2 separate regions of the Mus musculus genome follow, and region 1 is linked to region 2. The links are chromatin contacts, called in public HiChIP or PLAC-seq maps. All regions are on one chromosome and are shown on one strand. The core of a region is the stretch at or near the end of the contact, and the rest is flanking DNA. Distances in the headings are between cores, read along the strand shown.

What was found. HiChIP or PLAC-seq counts read pairs in DNA pulled down with a chosen protein or histone mark.
Region 1: a contact with region 2 is called in an H3K4me3 HiChIP or PLAC-seq map of embryonic stem cells, with 24 read pairs. The contact joins the promoter of A830035O19Rik here to the promoter of Apoa1 in region 2. A contact is called at or near these places in 6 of 39 promoter capture datasets (the SN4741 cell line, embryonic stem cells, liver and 3 more), 2 of 484 Hi-C or Micro-C datasets (bone marrow-derived macrophages and embryonic stem cells), 28 of 115 datasets of contacts at active chromatin or transcription factors (CD4 single positive thymocytes, the SCID.adh cell line, T-cell acute lymphoblastic leukemia and 19 more) and 5 of 9 other capture datasets (adipose tissue, embryonic stem cells, liver and 2 more).

The regions. Positions count from the first base shown.
Region 1 is chr9:45,951,970-45,957,421 of GRCm38.p6, forward strand. A830035O19Rik (RIKEN cDNA A830035O19 gene) reads left to right here and starts at 2,017. Exons shown (of 1, transcript NR_152206.1): 1 at 2,017-4,029. Sidt2 (SID1 transmembrane family, member 2) reads right to left here and starts at 3,280. Exons shown (of 26, transcript NM_172257.4): 1 at 2,755-3,280; 2 at 1,156-1,277; 3 at 780-944; 4 at 645-690; 5 at 1-83. The coding sequence starts at 2,937.
Region 2 is chr9:46,226,521-46,232,778 of GRCm38.p6, forward strand. It overlaps Apoa1 (apolipoprotein A-I), which reads left to right and starts at 2,110. Exons shown (of 4, transcript NM_009692.4): 1 at 2,110-2,216; 2 at 2,418-2,479; 3 at 2,596-2,749; 4 at 3,285-3,949. The coding sequence starts at 2,437. The coding sequence ends at 3,882.

The DNA of each region.
Region 1 (5,452 bases), core at 767-3,266, 270 kb before region 2:
ATGACTGAGCAGGGGAAGGCCTTCTTGGAGGTCACCTTGACAATTACCGAGTCCACACCATCAGGAAACTCGTATTTGAAGTACTGAGAACATAGGAAGGGAGAGTGTCATCTCAGGAGGGTGCTCTCTCTGCCCCTCCGAAGGGATCTGTCTCCTCCAAGGGAGGTTTCAGAATCTTCTTGGCTCAGACAATGAAGCTACGAGGGGAGAAGAGCCTTGACCGTGAACATCCCAGTCCTGCATGTCCCTGAGCACTGATATCCTGTGTGTCAGCTGGGCACATAGGATTGTGCCTGAGAGGCAGAGTAGGAAAGTCAGTGAGCAGACCCTGTCACTGCACTGTCCCTGCCTGTCTATCCACACAGGAGCTCCGAGAGTCCCACCCTAGAGACAAAATTAATTGCTAGTCCTAGCAATTCTGTACCTACTCCTGCTCTCATATCCAAATCTCCCCCAATTTTCTTTTTTGTTGTTGTTGCTATCTTGAGACAAGGTTTCTCTGTGTAACCTTGGTGACTTAGAACTCACTATGTAGACTAAGCTGGCTTTGAACTCAAGAAACCCACCTGACTCCCAAATGCTAGGATCAAAGGCATGTGTGACCACGTCAGGCTGAGGGACCCCATTTTGATAAGGGATTTTACCTGGGGCTGGGCTGCAGTGGTATTAAAAGTAAACAGCTCTCCAGTCCTACAGGGAAGAGAGGAACCCTACAATTACGCTCAGCACTTGGGAAGAAGGCAGAGGCTGTGAGGTCCCCTCTCTCTTACCCTCAATACCTGAGCACAAAATTGTCCACACGGTTGACTCGGAGCTGGTAAGTGGTATTGACGGGTGACAGGGTAGACACGTCCACATAGAAAAACTGGATCTCAGACTCATTCTTGGTGGGGGGCTGACACAGAGTTCGTTCCACTTTTTGGTAGAGGTACTTCCGCTGATATCTATGGTCCAAGACAGAGAAGAGTGTGACTAGTCCCAGCCAGCCTGAGTTCTTCCTATCAGGTCCCCATATTTCCCATTCCCTGGGCTGACAAAGTTACCCTCCTGCCACTGGGCTCAGGGAGAAGGGAGAAAAACAAAAAGGTTCCCCGGGTGAGGGTCCCTGAAAACCTGGCAAGGATGCCCCTCCCTACATCCCCAGGTCTTACTCACAGTCCTCGAAGGATTAGGGGCACCTGGAAGGACACAACAGCCTCCTTCTGGCGGACCACAAACAGCAAAGGCGCCCCTTTCTGCTTGTTCAGGACATTCACAGACACTCGCACACCCTCGGTCTGCAGAGAAGGAGGCATCCTCTTTCAAACTCAGCTCTCTGTTCCTCAGACACATGACTCTACAGACTGCAGGCTGAGCTCTGCCCTGTGCCGTCCATCCTGGCCAGCCAGGACACTGTCTGTGCTTCTCCTTGTGAGGGAACAGGCCAAGTTTCTAGAAATGACTGACACTGTCCGGTCCGAGGCTTGAAGAAGCTCGCTCTTGGAAGAACGGGTATACAGAGCAGCAGAACCCAGGCAACAGCAGGGATATGCAGCGGAGACCTTAGAAGGTTCCAGGATAGCCCACATGCACACACATGTTATAGACACGTGTCTACACACGTCCCTGTGCACACACTGTCACGGGAGATCAAGACGTGCCCTCAAGCCCTCAATCTTCTTCCTCATGAACTAGGAAAGCAGCAAGAAGCTCCGGTTCCACTGCTACTCTGGAGGCCAGAGCCCTGCAGGGAGGGGTGTAGGGAACTGTGTCGAAATACAAGTTGTCTCTCTAGTTCTGACCATGGGCCAAGCTCTGAAGTGACTTTCCATCTGAACCTTGATTCACCCTCTCTAAGAAAATAAAGAAATAACCCACCCTCTCTGCTGCGGACAAAGCTACACAGGACAGTGGGCGTTTAAAAGTGAAGAAATCACAACTGCAGACAACTAGTTACTAGGTTGCTGAAACCAAATCTAGGGGTAACGTTTCCCTGAGGGGTAGGTGCCACTTCCGGGATGATCCTGGAAATGGTACTCAAAAGGGGAGATCAGACTTCAAGGAAATGGATCCTGATGGTTGATCATGGCCTGCCAGAAACCAAACTCCTCTCCCTCCCAAAGAAAGCCTCAGGTGCCTCCTCCTCAACTCCAGTGCTTCCGAGTCAATCCAGATCGGGCCTTGGAGAATGAGCAAGAGAGCTAGGCAGGCCACACAGCCAGGCAGCAAGAATCTCCCAGGCTGTGCTCTGCCTGGGCCCAGCTCTGCCAGCCTTCTTTCTACTTTCACTACTGGGAAGAAATGAGTAAGAAGTCGGAGATAGTTCTGTCTTAGAAACAAACTCCCTTTTCTCTTGCCACTCAGCCTTCGAGGGCCTTATCTTGTCACCTTCAACTTACAAGGCCAGCTGGCTTTCTGAGGCAAGGAGGTCTGTCTCCTTCACCTCCCTGTGACCGAGCTCTTTCAATTCTAAGTTGGCCCCATCTGGAGTTGTCTGAGCCACGCAAGGCTGGGAGCCTGTTTTCCCCTCACCCCGACCTCACAGACTGAGAGCTAGATTGAGAGCCAGGTCACAGAGCAGACCAGACCGGTCCTGATCACAGCTGGTGGCAGGGAACTTCCCAAGCTGCCCCGCTGGAGCTGCCCGGGAATGCTGGTGGAAACCAGGTCTTGGCAGGGGGAGGGCGGCTCAAAGGCTGGCGGAGAGGAAAGGGGCAGCATCAAGTCCAGGCCGGGCGCCCACCCGCTCGGCCGCCCGTGGAGTCCCGCGCTCACCCGGTTGCGGGTCACGGTGTGGTTGAAGGTGTAGATGTTGACCAGCTCGCTGTTGACGTCGTCCGCGTAGGTGCGCTCAAACTCCGCGTCTTTCTGCGAGACGTTCTTGGGCCCCAGGGCCCCCAGGTGGCTCTCGACGGAGGCCACCAAGAGCACGCACAAGGGCAGACGCCAGGCGATCATGGCCCGGGACGGCGGGGATTGGCGACGGGACGGCGACCGGGCGCGTTGCGGCTGCCGCAGCAGCTTCCAGCATCTCACCGGGACCAGAACTTTAACCCCGGCCTCAGATAGGACGCGTCCCCTCCCTGGAGCCGCTCCTGGGCCTCGCGCGGATCCCGGCTCGCGAGGGCGGCACCGCGACCCGCTACCCCAGCCCGGCCCAGCCCGGCCCAGCCCGGCTGGAGACCCGGCGTCCGCTCGCGCCCGGAGAGCCGAGGCGGCGGTGGCCCTGGCCCGAAGGCTTCCCGGACGCGGGCCCTTTAAGGGCGGCGGACGCGGCGCAGAACTCGGAGCTACCAGGAGCTGCGCCGCGGTAAACAGCGGGCTGTGCCCGCCCGCTTACGTCATGGGAAACCGACGCGGATTTAAAGGGCCAGGCTGCCTCTACTTCCCACGCAGCCGTCGCCGCCTCCTTCCTTCGCTGTCCTGTGAGCGTCTGGAGTTGGGTTTTTCACGAAGGATCACTAAGTATTGGATTCTTGCTTTTGTGGTCCGCGTTTTTTTGGCTTTTTGAGACGGCTCACATAACTCAGGCTGGTCTGGAACTGGTCGTGTAAGTTTGGAGAGTCTTGAACGCCTGATCCTCCTCCCACCTCTACTGCTGGGTGTTGGCATTGCTGGCAAGATTCACAGAGCCCAGTAAGTGCAGGGTCTTGCTGACAGATGATTTCTTTGCTCAAGACAGGAATTGTGCTCCAAAATCATTACCCCAGCATCATTCTTTTTCCCTCATTGGCTCATAAAAGCGCCTGCCCACTGAGAGCAGCTCAGCGGCCGCTCCCCTCTCACAGTAGAGGGGATAACCAGAACCAGGGCACCATAACCAGGATGCCTTCCAACCTGTGAGCTCTGTCCCTACTCTGCAGAAACTGCTTTGTTTGTTTGAACAAAGCCCACGGAAAGATTCTGACCTTTCGTTGTCAACTGGCAAAAACCTTTCTGAGGAACTGTTTTGGCTTAGGCTTAAAAGAGCTCTATACCCTTCAACCCAGTCATTCCACTCCAGGGACTGTGTCCTACGAATAAGAAATACAAATAAAATATGGGGACAGCAATTTGCATCCCTGTGATCTTGAGAAAGCTCAAAGGAAACTGCTTGTTCACAGTGAAGGAAGAGGTGGTCAGAGATACTACTATGAAGTTAAGCAGATAGATTCTTAATACCATCAAAGGGACATCTAAGGAGGGAATTCAAGAATAACATTATATAAGTGGTATATAATCCAAACTTCAGACATAAATAGGAAAATATGCACAAGAACCGAGCTGAGATGGCTTATCAGGAAGAGGCACTTGCCATGGAAAGCCCGGCCTGAGCTCTACACCAGGGAGGAGAGAACTAACTCCACAAATTTGTTCTCTGACTTCCACAGACACCTGGCAACATGTGCTTGCGCACTTCACACACAGACACATGAACAATAATAAATTATATATATATATATACACACACACACACACACACACACACACATGTACAAGGGTGGATGAAGTGTCTCAGTGGGTGCGGGTGCTTGCCAAGATGCCTGATGACCATCTCTGGGACCCAAAAGGTGGAAGAGGGGAAAAACCTGACTCTGCAAGTTGTCATCCGCCCTCCACATGCATGCTGTAGCACCTCTGAAACATACACATATACACAATATGTAATTAAAGGTCATTACAAAGAACACAGACACACACACAGACACACAGACACACACATACACACACACACACACTTGGGTTCCATCCTGTTAGGAAAAGTATCGGTTCAGGGAGCCCCAAACCAAGTTCTCAGCACAAAGGAAGATTGATTTGCCACAGAAGGCATGGAATATGAGACAAAGACAGGAGACAGTGGATGAGGGAGAAGGGGAAGGGGTATTTGAGGACAAAGGACTGCCTCTGGCTAGAGAGGAGACAAATGTGGCCCATAGGGAAATGATGGTTTATAAAGGTAAAATGGGAAACTCCATGTTAGGATGAGGCGTTTAATTTTAATTGGGCATGTTAATTAGGCGAGCCAAAGGGAGCTTTTGATTGCTGGACTTCAACACTTTGATAGCTGGACCTTGGTAATCAACCTCAGGTGAAAGGATTGGCTAAATTAAGGAACAGACCTTGGGGGCTAGCTTTAGGAATGTATAATGTCTTTTTAGAAAGACAAATGGGGGAGAAGGGCAAGGCCTGCCAAGCCATGCTCACCAAGCTCAAGCTGTCAGAGTCCCTTCAAACCCCCAGTATGGTAAGTAAATAAATAACGTGTGCTACAATTGGATGTATTGTATTTCTGTAGACAAATTTTGTGTTTAAAGAAAAAAAATGGGCTGGAGAGATGGCTCAGCAGTTAAGAGCACTGACTGCTCTTCCGAAGCTCCCGAGTTCAAATCTCAGCAACCACATGGGGTATCACAACCACCTGTAATGTGGGATCTGATGCCCTCTTCTGGTGTGTCTAAAGACAGCTACAGTGTACTTACACATAATACATAAA
Region 2 (6,258 bases), core at 860-3,359:
TGGCCTAGTAACAGAATGTGTTCGTGGCAGTGACCTCAGGAGTCTGGGATGCAGAACACTTGCCATTTGCTGTTGGTCACCTTTCAGCAGTTTTGCTTGAAATGTGTTCAGACTTCACAGACAACACAACACAAATAAAACTCTGGAGTTCAGAAGCTCAAATCATGGCTAAAAGCATGGGATTGTCAGAGTGATATTCTGTCTGAAAACTCTTTCATTCAGAGAAAACCTGCATTTTCTCTTCTCTCTTCCAGCACCCATGGATGGGTAGCCGAAACCCGCTTGGCTCATCTGCACACTCAGATTGCTTGGTCTCTATTTCTGTTCTCAAGTTTCTCCATGGTTTTGGCCCTTCTGCCTCCTCTAGCATATTGAGAGACCCTTGTGATTACTGTGCCCTCTGGATATCCCAGGCTACCCTTGAGTTCAAGTCCCCTAATCACATTTGCCATGTTAGACACCACGCACAGGTTCCTGGACTTAGTAAGTGCACACACATCTTTTCCATTTTGCTTCCCATACAGTGACTGGGATCATAAGGAAGCTGTGGCATGCTCTGTCATTATCTTTCCTTAGCAGATAAGAGACCCAGGGACGGAGAGGTTATGTAACCTGTCCGGGTCACCTGGAGAATAAGTTGCAGATCCCAGAACCAAGGTTCTCTCTGGTTGCAAAGCCTCCTGGGATGGGAGCAGCCTGGAATCCCAGCCACTCCCTGAACTGGTAGACAGATTCCAAGCTGGTTTCTAGGGAGTTGGGGAGTTTCCTAGGGAGATGGGCAGAGTACATTCCTGCCCTGGGTCCCAAATGCAGAGACCTGGGCGCAAGGTCCATCCTTGCCTCTAAGGCTGAGAGATAAAGGACACAGCAAATTCCTTCCACTCTCAACAGGCCCTTATCTAGAAGGAAGTTCATGGTAGAACCTCAAATAGATGGTCTCAAAAGTTCCTCTTAGCTTGAAAACTCACTTTCCATAATGGGATTTTAGAGATGATCTGTGGTTTTTGTTTGTTTGTTTGTTTTGTTTTGTTTTGTTTTGTTTTTAGATATTCTCATATAGCCCAGGCTGACTTCAAACTTGCTATATGGGCAAGGCTGTGGTTTTGAACTCTCAACCCTCTGACCTTCCAAGTGCAAAAACTGGCCACCGTACTCAGCCCACTCTACACAGCTACCCAGCTCTCCCATCCTGGCAAGTGAGCCTAGGCCCTCACCACTCTGGGAAGACATATCGTCACTGAACTACATGACCCCTTTTAGTGGTCATGGTATATGGTGAGGTTTTCTCTGGAAGGGAGGCTGAATAACAGCATCTACACATAACAAAAACATTGGCAACTGGGGCTGGAGAGATGGCTCAGCGGTTTAAGACCACTAGCTGCTCTTCCAGAGGTCCTGAGTTCAATTCCCAGAAACCATATGGTGGCTCACAACCATCTGTAAAGGAATCTGATTCCATCTTCTGGTGTGTCTGAAGACAGAGCGCTCATGTACCTAAGATAAGGAAGAAAGGAAGGGAGGGAAGGAGGGAGGGAGACAAGGAAGGAGCTAACAACTCCATGTTGGCCTCTGTCATTTCTTCTGAAGCATCAGAGGGGTCTTCATCCTCAGCTTGGGGATATGAGCCTGTCTGCATCTCACTCAGGCTGACACCTCAGTTGTTTTTGGATTTAGGGTTGGGAGGCTGGCTAAACATGTGGCATCTGGAAAGACAAATCCCCAAACCTGGGGGACCAGGGTGAGGTGAAAGGGGGAACCCCTTGGAAAGCAAAAAAAAAACTTTGGGGTGGGGCTGTGAGTGAAGGAGCCCACAATTCCTCCCTCCCTCCCTTGTTCCAGGCTCAGAGGGCACTAGCAACACAGAGGAGTCCAGGAGTGGGCTCCATGAGACTATCTTGAAGAAGACATACACCTCGGGATGGTGCAACTGCCTTACCCCTGGGGACCCCTGGAGTCTGCAGCCACCCCCTGCTGCCCCCACCTGAACCCTTGATCCCAGCTCGGCAGCCCCCGCAGTTTCCTGTTTGCCCACTCTGTTTGCCCAGCCTCAGGAACAGAGCTGATCCTTGAACTCTAAGTTCCACATCGCCAGCAAAAGTAAGCAGTGGCAGGGCCAGGCTGAGCTTATCAGTCTCCCAGCCCAGCCCCTGCCCACACACATATATAGACCAGGGAAGAAGAGCTGGACACCCAGACTGTCGGAGAGCTCCGGGGAGGTAAGTGCTGCTACCTGCCTTCGGTGGCTCTGGCTCCATAGCGCCTCCCAGTTGATGCTCCACTGTCCAAATCAATACCGTGGATATCTCGCACCTTTAGCCATTCTAGCCAATGCTTCCATGGGCTTGAATTGTGTGTGGAGCCTTTCCATGACAATGCCTCCCTTCAGCCCAGCCCTCCTCCTCCTTCTTCTTCTTCAGGTCACCCACACCCTTCAGGATGAAAGCTGTGGTGCTGGCCGTGGCTCTGGTCTTCCTGACAGGTAGGTGCCTCTTGACCTGCGTGGGACTACCTTCCTGGGCACAGAGAACAGAATTCCCACTGTTCTCTTCCCTGACTCCGAGTCTAACCTAACATGGGTCTCCCCTCCATCCCCAGGGAGCCAGGCTTGGCACGTATGGCAGCAAGATGAACCCCAGTCCCAATGGGACAAAGTGAAGGATTTCGCTAATGTGTATGTGGATGCGGTCAAAGACAGCGGCAGAGACTATGTGTCCCAGTTTGAATCCTCCTCCTTGGGCCAACAGCTGAAGTAAGGAAAGACCTAGCGTGGGGCCTGGAGCAGGTCAAGGGCTGCCCATCCAGGGTGGGCAGAGAGACCAGTGAGAAGATGCTGGAACTGAGCTGGCTAGCCCTTCACGGGCTTTCCTACCAGCTGGGCACCATGGCAGGTTCCAGTGGAGGACTAGGGATGGGATTCATCTGGCTGTTGGGTAACCACAGCCCCTCATTCAGCCTATGAGTGCCAAATCCCTTTTCCTTGGTAACCCCCAGTACTGGTCAGACAGCACCCAAAACAAAACAAAACAAAACAAAAAACAAAAAACGGGACTGGCCTTGTAACCAGCACCGACCACATCTGTGTTCTTGGTGCCTTCCGCCATGTGTACAGAGGAATGTAAAGGGAAGGCAGTGAGTTAGAGGGTTGCATGTTCGGGGAAACTAGGACCATAGCAACTGCACATTAGGGGACAGGTGGCACCCAGCTATCATGTGCATGGATCTGCAGACCAGGGGCAGCGCATGATGCCTGGGCTCGTCTCTCAGCCGCTCTCTTCCCCCTCTAGCCTGAATCTCCTGGAAAACTGGGACACTCTGGGTTCAACCGTTAGTCAGCTGCAGGAACGGCTGGGCCCATTGACTCGGGACTTCTGGGATAACCTGGAGAAAGAAACAGATTGGGTGAGACAGGAGATGAACAAGGACCTAGAGGAAGTGAAACAGAAGGTGCAGCCCTACCTGGACGAATTCCAGAAGAAATGGAAAGAGGATGTGGAGCTCTACCGCCAGAAGGTGGCGCCTCTGGGCGCCGAGCTGCAGGAGAGCGCGCGCCAGAAGCTGCAGGAGCTGCAAGGGAGACTGTCCCCTGTGGCTGAGGAATTTCGCGACCGCATGCGCACACACGTAGACTCTCTGCGCACACAGCTAGCGCCCCACAGCGAACAGATGCGCGAGAGCCTGGCCCAGCGCCTGGCTGAGCTCAAGAGCAACCCTACCTTGAACGAGTACCACACCAGGGCCAAAACCCACCTGAAGACACTTGGCGAGAAAGCCAGACCTGCGCTGGAGGACCTGCGCCATAGTCTGATGCCCATGCTGGAGACGCTTAAGACCCAAGTCCAGAGTGTGATCGACAAGGCCAGCGAGACTCTGACTGCCCAGTGAGGTGCCCGCTTCCACTCCCCACCCCCGCATTGGCTTTCTTACAATAAACCTTTCCAAAATGGAATAGCTTCTTTCTTTGGGGGACATAGGGCGGGCGCTAAGGGGACATCAAGGGACGTGAGAACATGGTGCCGCACTGGGGATTCCTTTGTACGCGACTACTCAGCTCTTAACGCTCACTCAAGCTGGGCACCTGGCTGGTTCAGGGTATGAGACAGAATCCCTTCCTAAGAAGGCTCCAAGGGAAATGGATGGCCAGGCAAAGCAACAAGGAACCCCAAAAGGGCCCCACAGAGGCTCAGAACACTAGTGCTGTAAACCAGGATGAGAGTGTCTGGCAATAGGACTGGCTTTGAGACCGCTGGTTTCTTGTGCTAGCCGAGTTTCCAGGTGGGGTCCAGAGGGTGCAGGACGGGAGCCTCTTCCACTCCCTAGAGCCAGGATTCCTTCAGGAGCCAGGAAGATTGGAGTTATTGGGTGGGTGCTAATAAAAAGCCTGGAGCTGAACCCGATCTCGGTAAACAATTCCCTTTGATCTTTCCCTCCGGTGCACCCACACAGTGTGCTGAAAGGGTCAAGGCTGCAGCTACTCTACCTGACAGTTGGATACAAAAACAAACAAACAAACAAACACCCCTCTCCATGATGCTGGTGACCACACATTTACTAGAGAGGCCTTCATATCCATCTCTAAATCCTGAAGGATGGCCTTTAAGTCCACACCAGTTGGGGAAGCTGAGCTGGGAGGTCTGAAGTTAGTCACTGCAGAAAAGGTGGGTCAGGATGTGCCGTTCCATTTTAAAACAAAACAAAAACAAAACAAACAAACAAAAAAACCCCTTTTATTACATGGGGCTGGTAAGGTGGCTTATCAGGTAGAGGCACTTTCGGAAGTCTGAGAACCTGAGTTCAGTGCTTAGAAGACACACACACACACACACACCCCACAAATATAAATAAAGGTATATAAAATATTTAAATTTTTATTAGACTTATTTAGTGTGTGTGTGTGTGTGAGTGTGTGTGTGTGTGAGTGTGTGTGTGTGTGTTTTCACGTGCCACAGAACATGTGTGGAGATTAGAGGACAATTTGCAGGTATCTGTTCTCTTTTCCACCATATAGGTCCCAAAGATCAAAAACTCAGGTCACCAGGATTAGTGTAGCGAGCGTCTCTACTAGCTAAGCCATCTTGCCAGTTCTTGTTTGTATTTATCTACTAGCTAAGCCATCTTGCCAGTCCTTGTTTGTATTTATTTTATTTGGAGACAGTGTCTCCACTAGCCCAGGCTAGACTCAGATGAGCTCTGATCTTTCTGCCCCATCTCCCAAGTGCTGGGGGTTTCAAGGATGGTCCACCACTGTTACTCTGTGCTGAGACAAACCCAGAGCTCTGTGCATGCAAGGCAAGCCCTCTACCACCTGAGCTGCCTGCCAAGCCCAGACTGTTCATTGTATAGACTTGCCCGCTATGGAGTGTAACCAAGCACTCATGTTCACAGGGTTGAGGATGTCTGCAGAAGCACTCTCACACCAACAGCCTTCCTCTCATCTGCCCCTCTTCATGCCTGTGTTGGTATGCAGGTGGTCTCCATCCATCCCCGGTGTATCTTCATGAGCCCCTGGCTGAAGGGGTGAGTTTTTAAATCCACAATCATGCAGAGCCACAGCAGACATTAAACCAGGTTTGGGTAGGAAAGTTTCCCGGTGTGGACAATGAGACTTCTGGCTCTTGGTGGACAGGAAGAGAAACCCCTATTGGATTTCCAGAGAGAACATAGTCCAGTCTGCTGGCTGTGCCAATGCAGTCTGGAAAGGAGCTTCCAACACCTGGCAGAGGCTTTTCCGGTGCCAGCAACGTGGAAAATGGAAAGCTGGCCCTGCAGTGTGTTTTCTCCTGATCCGGGGCAGCCACTGGCACTCTCTGAACATTAGTCTTTTACTCTATAATGTGCAAGACCTGTTTTGTGACACTGGGTCTCTTTGAAGTGAGTGTTTGGGGGTGGCAGGAACTTAGCAAGCAGCCCTTTTGGGATTCTGAGGACACTGGGTCTCCATTCCAGTCTAGAAGGTCACCTAGTTTAGCTATCACAGTGAGGACTGTTTACAAGGGGTGTGCGCATGCGGCACCTCATGCTTTTAGACACTACCATTTCATTTCTACAACAAACCTTCAGGGGAGGGGCAGGTCCTACCCACTTTATTCATAAGAAATGGAAGCCGCTACACTGCAGTGGGGTTGAGACTTATCCGACCACCCTCCCAATCTGCCTCCTTCCTTTCCGCCTGTTTAAAGGGGCCAGGCAGCCTGGGCTGTGCAAACCAGCTGCACGGGGTTGGTGATCATATCTGACCTTAAGCCTGGAGATGACATAAGA